2 separate regions of the Zea mays genome follow, and region 1 is linked to region 2. The links are chromatin contacts, called in public Hi-C maps. All regions are on one chromosome and are shown on one strand. The core of a region is the stretch at or near the end of the contact, and the rest is flanking DNA. Distances in the headings are between cores, read along the strand shown.

Region 1 (2,927 bases), core at 139-2,638, 120 kb after region 2:
TGAGAAACAAATAAAGGACGAGTGATAGAGATTGGACCGAGAAAAGGAGGAAGCTTGGTTAGAATTGTGGGACAGATGCTACGGGCTATAGCGCCGACTACGGACATGTTTGGCAGCAAGGGAAACGAAGGAGATTAGAGAGACTAGAATCCCCTCGCTAGCCTCTCCGTTTCCCCTGCTGAGTGAGACGTCTAATCTTACCGCTATAGAGCAGGGGCGTGACCCTAGAGTATGAAAGATGGAGTTAGTTTCCAAACGTAATTTTATAAGAACCGGCATGGCCTTGTCTCGTCGTCGCCTGTGAGCCTGCGTGCCCAAAATGTGAGTATGCGAGCGACACGGCAGCGGCACTGATCAATGCAATGCCACGTGCGCTTTGACATTTTGACAGGGTTGCGCTCGCGCGCGATACATACAGACAGATCAGCCCGGGTACCGTAGCCGGCCGTCCCGGCGTAAATTGACCTTGGCGATGGACGCTCCGTCCGCGCCGTGACAGGCGGACAGATGGAACAAGCCCTTCCCGCCGTGGCAGGCCAGGACAACGGCTAACCCGCACCGTCCCGGCGACCTTTGCCGCTAGCTGGGCGCTCGTTCGTGCCGTGACAGGCGGAGAAATGGAACAAGCAGTCCGCTCGAGGCGCCATCCGACTGGCGGCACCTGCATGCAGTTTGAAACTCGCAATGTCAACAACACCTCAATCTGGAGAGCACTGAGTGATATTTGTACATGCACGGTTAGCCGCCATCGGCAGAAACGGGACCCCATAACAAAAATAAGTAGCGCCTGTTTAATTTGTTTCCGTTAACCTAAATAGAGAGTTGAGTTCAGGAACTAAAATCCAGTCCCTAATATTTTTAGTTTCAGAGATTAAATAAAGGTTATTAAGGGCCTCTTCGGTTCCCTAGCCGGATTGTTTGTGTAATTTGTGCAAGTTTTGATCAACTGGACATCATTTGACTAGTATGTTTTTTTAAAGTTTACCAACAAGAGAGCTGATTGTTATATTAAAAAGGGAAGCCATGACATGCACTATATAGAGATAAATAAAAAAAATAGCCGCCACAACTAAAAGATTCTACGAGCAAAAAAAAACACTGTAGTAGTCGTTTAAGGTGCTTTCAGTCATATTTATGAAACGTTCGCACGTATCAACCGGAGGTATCAGTGATTTCGGTCATATGCCTAACAAATGTTTCTTTGTCCTTCATATGCCTAACAAAATATTTACAAAATGCATCCTTCCTTGTCCTTGAGCCGAATACTCACCGTCTCCTTTGACCTCGGCCCCAACCGGCCCTAGCAGTAGCAGCCTAGCCTTTTCCCCCCTTCCCTTTTTAATTCCTCCTTGACGCCCTAACCGGCTACGCACAAACAACGCCTCCAACGCGAGCTGCGAAAGAAGAGCAGGGGCAGGCCAAAACCAAGCGAAACACCAGCTGCGTCTGCGTGCACCACCCCCTCTACGGACCCACCCACCCGGAGCGAAGGGGAGACAGCAGCAGCAGCAGAAGCCGCGCGCGTGCAAACTGCAATGGGCAACAGCATCGGCGGGCGGCGCAAGGGCGCCAAGGTGATGCAGCTGGACGGCACGGCGTTCCGCGTGAAGCCGCCGGCGTCCGCGGGCACGGTGCTGCGCGACCACCCGGGGTTCCAGCTGCTCGAGTCGGAGGAGGTGAAGCTGCTGGGCGTCCGCGCCCGGCCGCTGGCGCACGACGCGCAGCTCCGCCCGGGCCGCCTCTACTTCCTCGTCGCGCTGCCCCGGCCGGCCGCCCCGCCGCGCCGCGCCTGGTCCGGCGCGCTCCACGTCGGCGCGCGGGAGCGGCTCGAGTCGCTCATGCTCACGCGCCGCTCCACCTCCGACCTCTCCCTCGCCGCCTCCGCGGGCACGGCGCCGCCGTCCCCGCTCTCCACGGCCTCCGAGGGCGGCGGGCCCGTCCGCCTCCGGATGCGCCTGCCCAAGGCGGAGGTCGACAGGCTCATGGCCGAGAGCCGCGACGCCGCCGACGCCGCTGCCAGGATCATGCAGCTCTGCGCCGCCGCCACGCCCGACCGGACCCCGCGGTTCGTGCCCACTCCGGACTGGGGCGCTGGCGCCGCCGCCGCCGCGTTCCCGCAGACGCCCGACCGGAGCCCCAGGTTCGCGGCGACGCCCGACTGGGGCACTGGGTTCATGATGCCGCCGGGCGCTGCGGCTGCGCCGACGACGCCGGAGAGGTGGCCCGCGCTGCCCCGCACTCCGGAGTACGCGTCGCCGGGCGTCAAGGCTAGCCGGAAAGAGGTAACGCACCGCGCCACGCCCTCGATCCCTCCTCGCAGATTACTGTTGTGGAACGTACAATTCCTAGATTGCACAGGCATCTCGCCATTCGCCTCTGTTCTTATTTTTTTTAAAAAAAATAGTTTATAATTATGAGAAAAAAAAAACAATGTCAATGTAAAAGGACATACGGAATATGCTTATCCCAACCCTGAGCTTCGAAATTTTGTCTAATAGACCTAGAATTTATAGACGTAGACATAGATGAGCCAACAAATCACAAGAGTCAATGGGTATTTTTAGGGAGTGTAGGCAATGATGAGGTAAGCAAAATTTTTAAAAATAGCAGAACACTGCAGCCGTTGAAAAAATCAATAATATTCAGTTTACTCAGTAACAGTCAAATGGTACCGTATGTACTGTGCGTGGAGTATAGATTGTGCAAGTAGCCGAGACGAAAGCGAGCGAAATAGGGATCACTTGTCTGAAACCACTCGGATACCTTACGTGTCCTTTCGGGCACCGGCCTGTGTTTTCGCTTTTCGGGAGTGCGTCCATCCAATACGCTGGCCATAGGCTATGACCAGCAGAACGAGCACTGCTGTTTCTAGAATAATAGAGTGAGATTTAAAATAGAAGATGAATATAAGTAATTGTTGATATAGT
Region 2 (2,783 bases), core at 242-2,741:
GCGTGTACTGTTTGTCCTGGTTTGTAGACTGAGCTAGCGAAGAGAAATGCTAGGATAGCCTTGCTTGAGAAGGCTAGCTCAGTGAGTGTCCCTGCACCTGCGTAGTGTTCACTTTGTGAGGGTTTGCAGTCTGCTCTCAAGTCCTGCAGACATAACAAAGACCTGGATCGAGGAAGAAAACACAAACCTTCGTTCGGTCTTGAGTTGGGTGTTGTGCAGTGATCCCAATTGGGGATGGTGGCTAGTCATTTCAAGAGGGGAACTTGCGGACCGAGAATAGGGTTTGCTTCTAGGTCTAGGAACAACGCTCAACTTGGCAAGGTTGGTGAGTGGAGTGGATTAAAACCATCAGAGAAACCTTCAGCCACTCCCAAGCTTATCAAAATCATTCCACCTAAGGCTATCACCCCTGTGAGAGATGGTGATTGAGGAGCCTGTGAGTGCCCCTCCTCAGAAACAAGTGTGGGTTCCAAAACCTAACCACCTCATGAACACACTTGATACCCTTCCCGACATCTCCAGTGTCCCCCCTCCAAAAGCCAAGCCACTAAAAAAGAAAGCCCCATTCCATAAACAAAATCCACCTAAGAGAGAGGTGAGGTTCAAATGTGAGTATTGTGAGAGGGACGGGCATCTGGCTGCTTTTGCTTTAGGAGGAAGAGAGATGAGCGGCGGGCTTCTGAGCCAAACAGAAAGGACATGAACCACCTTTCTCGTGGTGTTCATGATCTTCCTATTCGAAGATGTCCTACGAGGCCTAGAGGTGCTTTGCCTCTTGTTGCTAGGCCTTAGGCAGAGAGACCACAAGGTGGTTGTGCCCTGTGGGGTGCTAGTCTTATGCCATATGGCCAAGGACCCATGATAGCGTCTTTGGTTCTTGCTTCCCTAGCGGGCCATAATTTCCTTCTTATGGAGATCGCTTACCTTGTAGACTGGGAGGGGTTGTGTTTTTTCTAACACTTTTTATGGGCAGATGACGCAACACTGGTATTATTCTCAGTATCCTAACCCTAGTGCTATGCTATTTGCTCGCCCGGGTCTTTCTATTGATGCAGAACGGAGGCCTGGAGAACACGTGGCTCGTGGATTCTGGCTGTTCGACTTCGCGCCCACGTGACTGGAAGAAACAAATGGTTCTCTAGCCTCGATCGCGTGATTGGTAGGGAATAGATCACATTTTCCCGGATGGCTGGATTGGCGACACGCGTCCATGCCAGGGCGCCTGCCCGGACCTGCAGCCACAGTTGTAACCCAGCAGGAGAGCACATGGTATAAACCTGTTTATACTTGTCGTAACTGAGACAGGAAGTACCGCGAAAACGAGATGGGGGTGGGTGCAGCTGCAACCTGACAGTCGGTACTCCACAGGATCGATGTCTCCGCGTCCAGGCAAGCCAGCCGTGCCGTGTCTCTGTGGCTCTGTGCAGTGTGGGAGAACGTGCAATTGCGAACGCGCAGAAAGAGGGACGGCCTGGCGCGTACGACAAGTACGCCACGCAGTTACTACGCCCCACCAGCGCGGCAGCAGTCCAGCACGGACGCGGCGGCCGGGCAGCCCCTGCACCCCGCGCGCACAGGCCTCGGCCACACGAGTACACCGACCGATCGATGAAGCACTGCGCGGCGGCCGGCATGCGGGCTGCTGCTACTAATAATGCGCCTCGCCAGGCAGCCCCGGACGGACGGTGCAGGTGGTGCTATCGCTTTGCCGTGCGCGTGCGATGCCTGTTGGATTTTTACGCTGAATCCTGTACTCGACCGCGTGCACCGGTCGACAGACGACTCGGTCACAGCCAACCACCAGCGCGTACCTGCCGTCGCCGGCCGCCTGCCACTGCCCCCGAGAAGGATTTACGGAGACCGGGACATCTTGTTTCTAGAAGCCGAGCTACCGTTTACCCGTCCACCTATGGATCGATGGCAGAGCCTTTTACACAAGTGAATTTGATCTGTCCCTCTCTGAAAATGATAATTATGCTATTTTGAATCGGTGTGCAGGTTCATCGAGCCCATCCGAGGACGCCCCCACGATGAGGATTCATGGAACGCAAAAAAACCACGTGACAAAGTCAAGCACGACCGAAAACTAGTGTTGCATAGAAATCTAGGTTTTATATCAATACGCGACACAAATTAAAAGAAGAAAACTATATAAACAAAAGAAGCAAACATGCCACTAAATTCTTAGTGATCGAATTGGTGTCGTAAGTATTTATTCAATGTATATCCTCGAATGGCGGGGGCACCGAGAAGAGGGCGGTGTCAGGAGGCCCCTTTGACACTAAGCAACGGCTCGCTGGTTCACTAAGCTTGCGGCCGCTGAGGATGGGTCGTATCATCGCGACGAGCGAGATCGGGCTTGCCAGACGTGTCGGCGTTGTGACGATGACAAGTGGGGTGAGGGCGTCGCGAGGGTTTGGCCGATTTAATCCACCTAAAACTTTATTTTTTCTATATTTAACATTAAATGAATATTAGATATAGGAGGTTTTATAAAACTTGAGGGGGCATGGCCACCTTTGTCCACCCTATGGATTCGCCCTGCTCATAGGAACCTTCGTCGTGTGAAGGTCAGCGCCTGCCTTGCACCATGCATTGGTTGGCTGTAATTCCCACTGTGTGTGTGACATAACTATGGTGTCGAGCCCTCGTCGGCCTGTGCTCTACCACAGTCTCGCAAGTGATCGTAGGACACAAATTGGACAGAGTAACGAGAGAGAGAGAGAGGGCAGAGAAGAAACCAACCTTCAGTTGAATATATGCGCAAGATACAGTCATATCCA

Evidence for each region. Hi-C and Micro-C count contacts between places; a contact is called where the count stands out from the background.
Region 1: a contact with region 2 is called in a Hi-C map of bundle sheath, with 2.7 times the contacts expected there. The contact joins the promoter of LOC100501575 here to the enhancer-like site in region 2. A contact is called at or near these places in 5 of 25 Hi-C or Micro-C datasets (bundle sheath, endosperm, leaf and 1 more).

Annotation. Positions count from the first base shown.
Region 1 is chr6:128,509,793-128,512,719 of Zm-B73-REFERENCE-NAM-5.0, forward strand. It overlaps LOC100501575, which reads left to right and starts at 1,389. Exons shown (of 2, transcript NM_001196266.1): 1 at 1,389-2,282. The coding sequence starts at 1,536.
Region 2 is chr6:128,388,325-128,391,107 of Zm-B73-REFERENCE-NAM-5.0, forward strand. No RefSeq gene overlaps it. Among protein-coding and RNA genes, the nearest start is that of LOC100382314, 20 kb to the left of the region's middle. Within about 2 kb of position 1,492, at least 17 of the 20 cell types and tissues checked have an H3K27ac peak or open chromatin away from gene starts, as enhancers often do. A contact at or near this core is called in bundle sheath, endosperm and leaf, where this site is marked.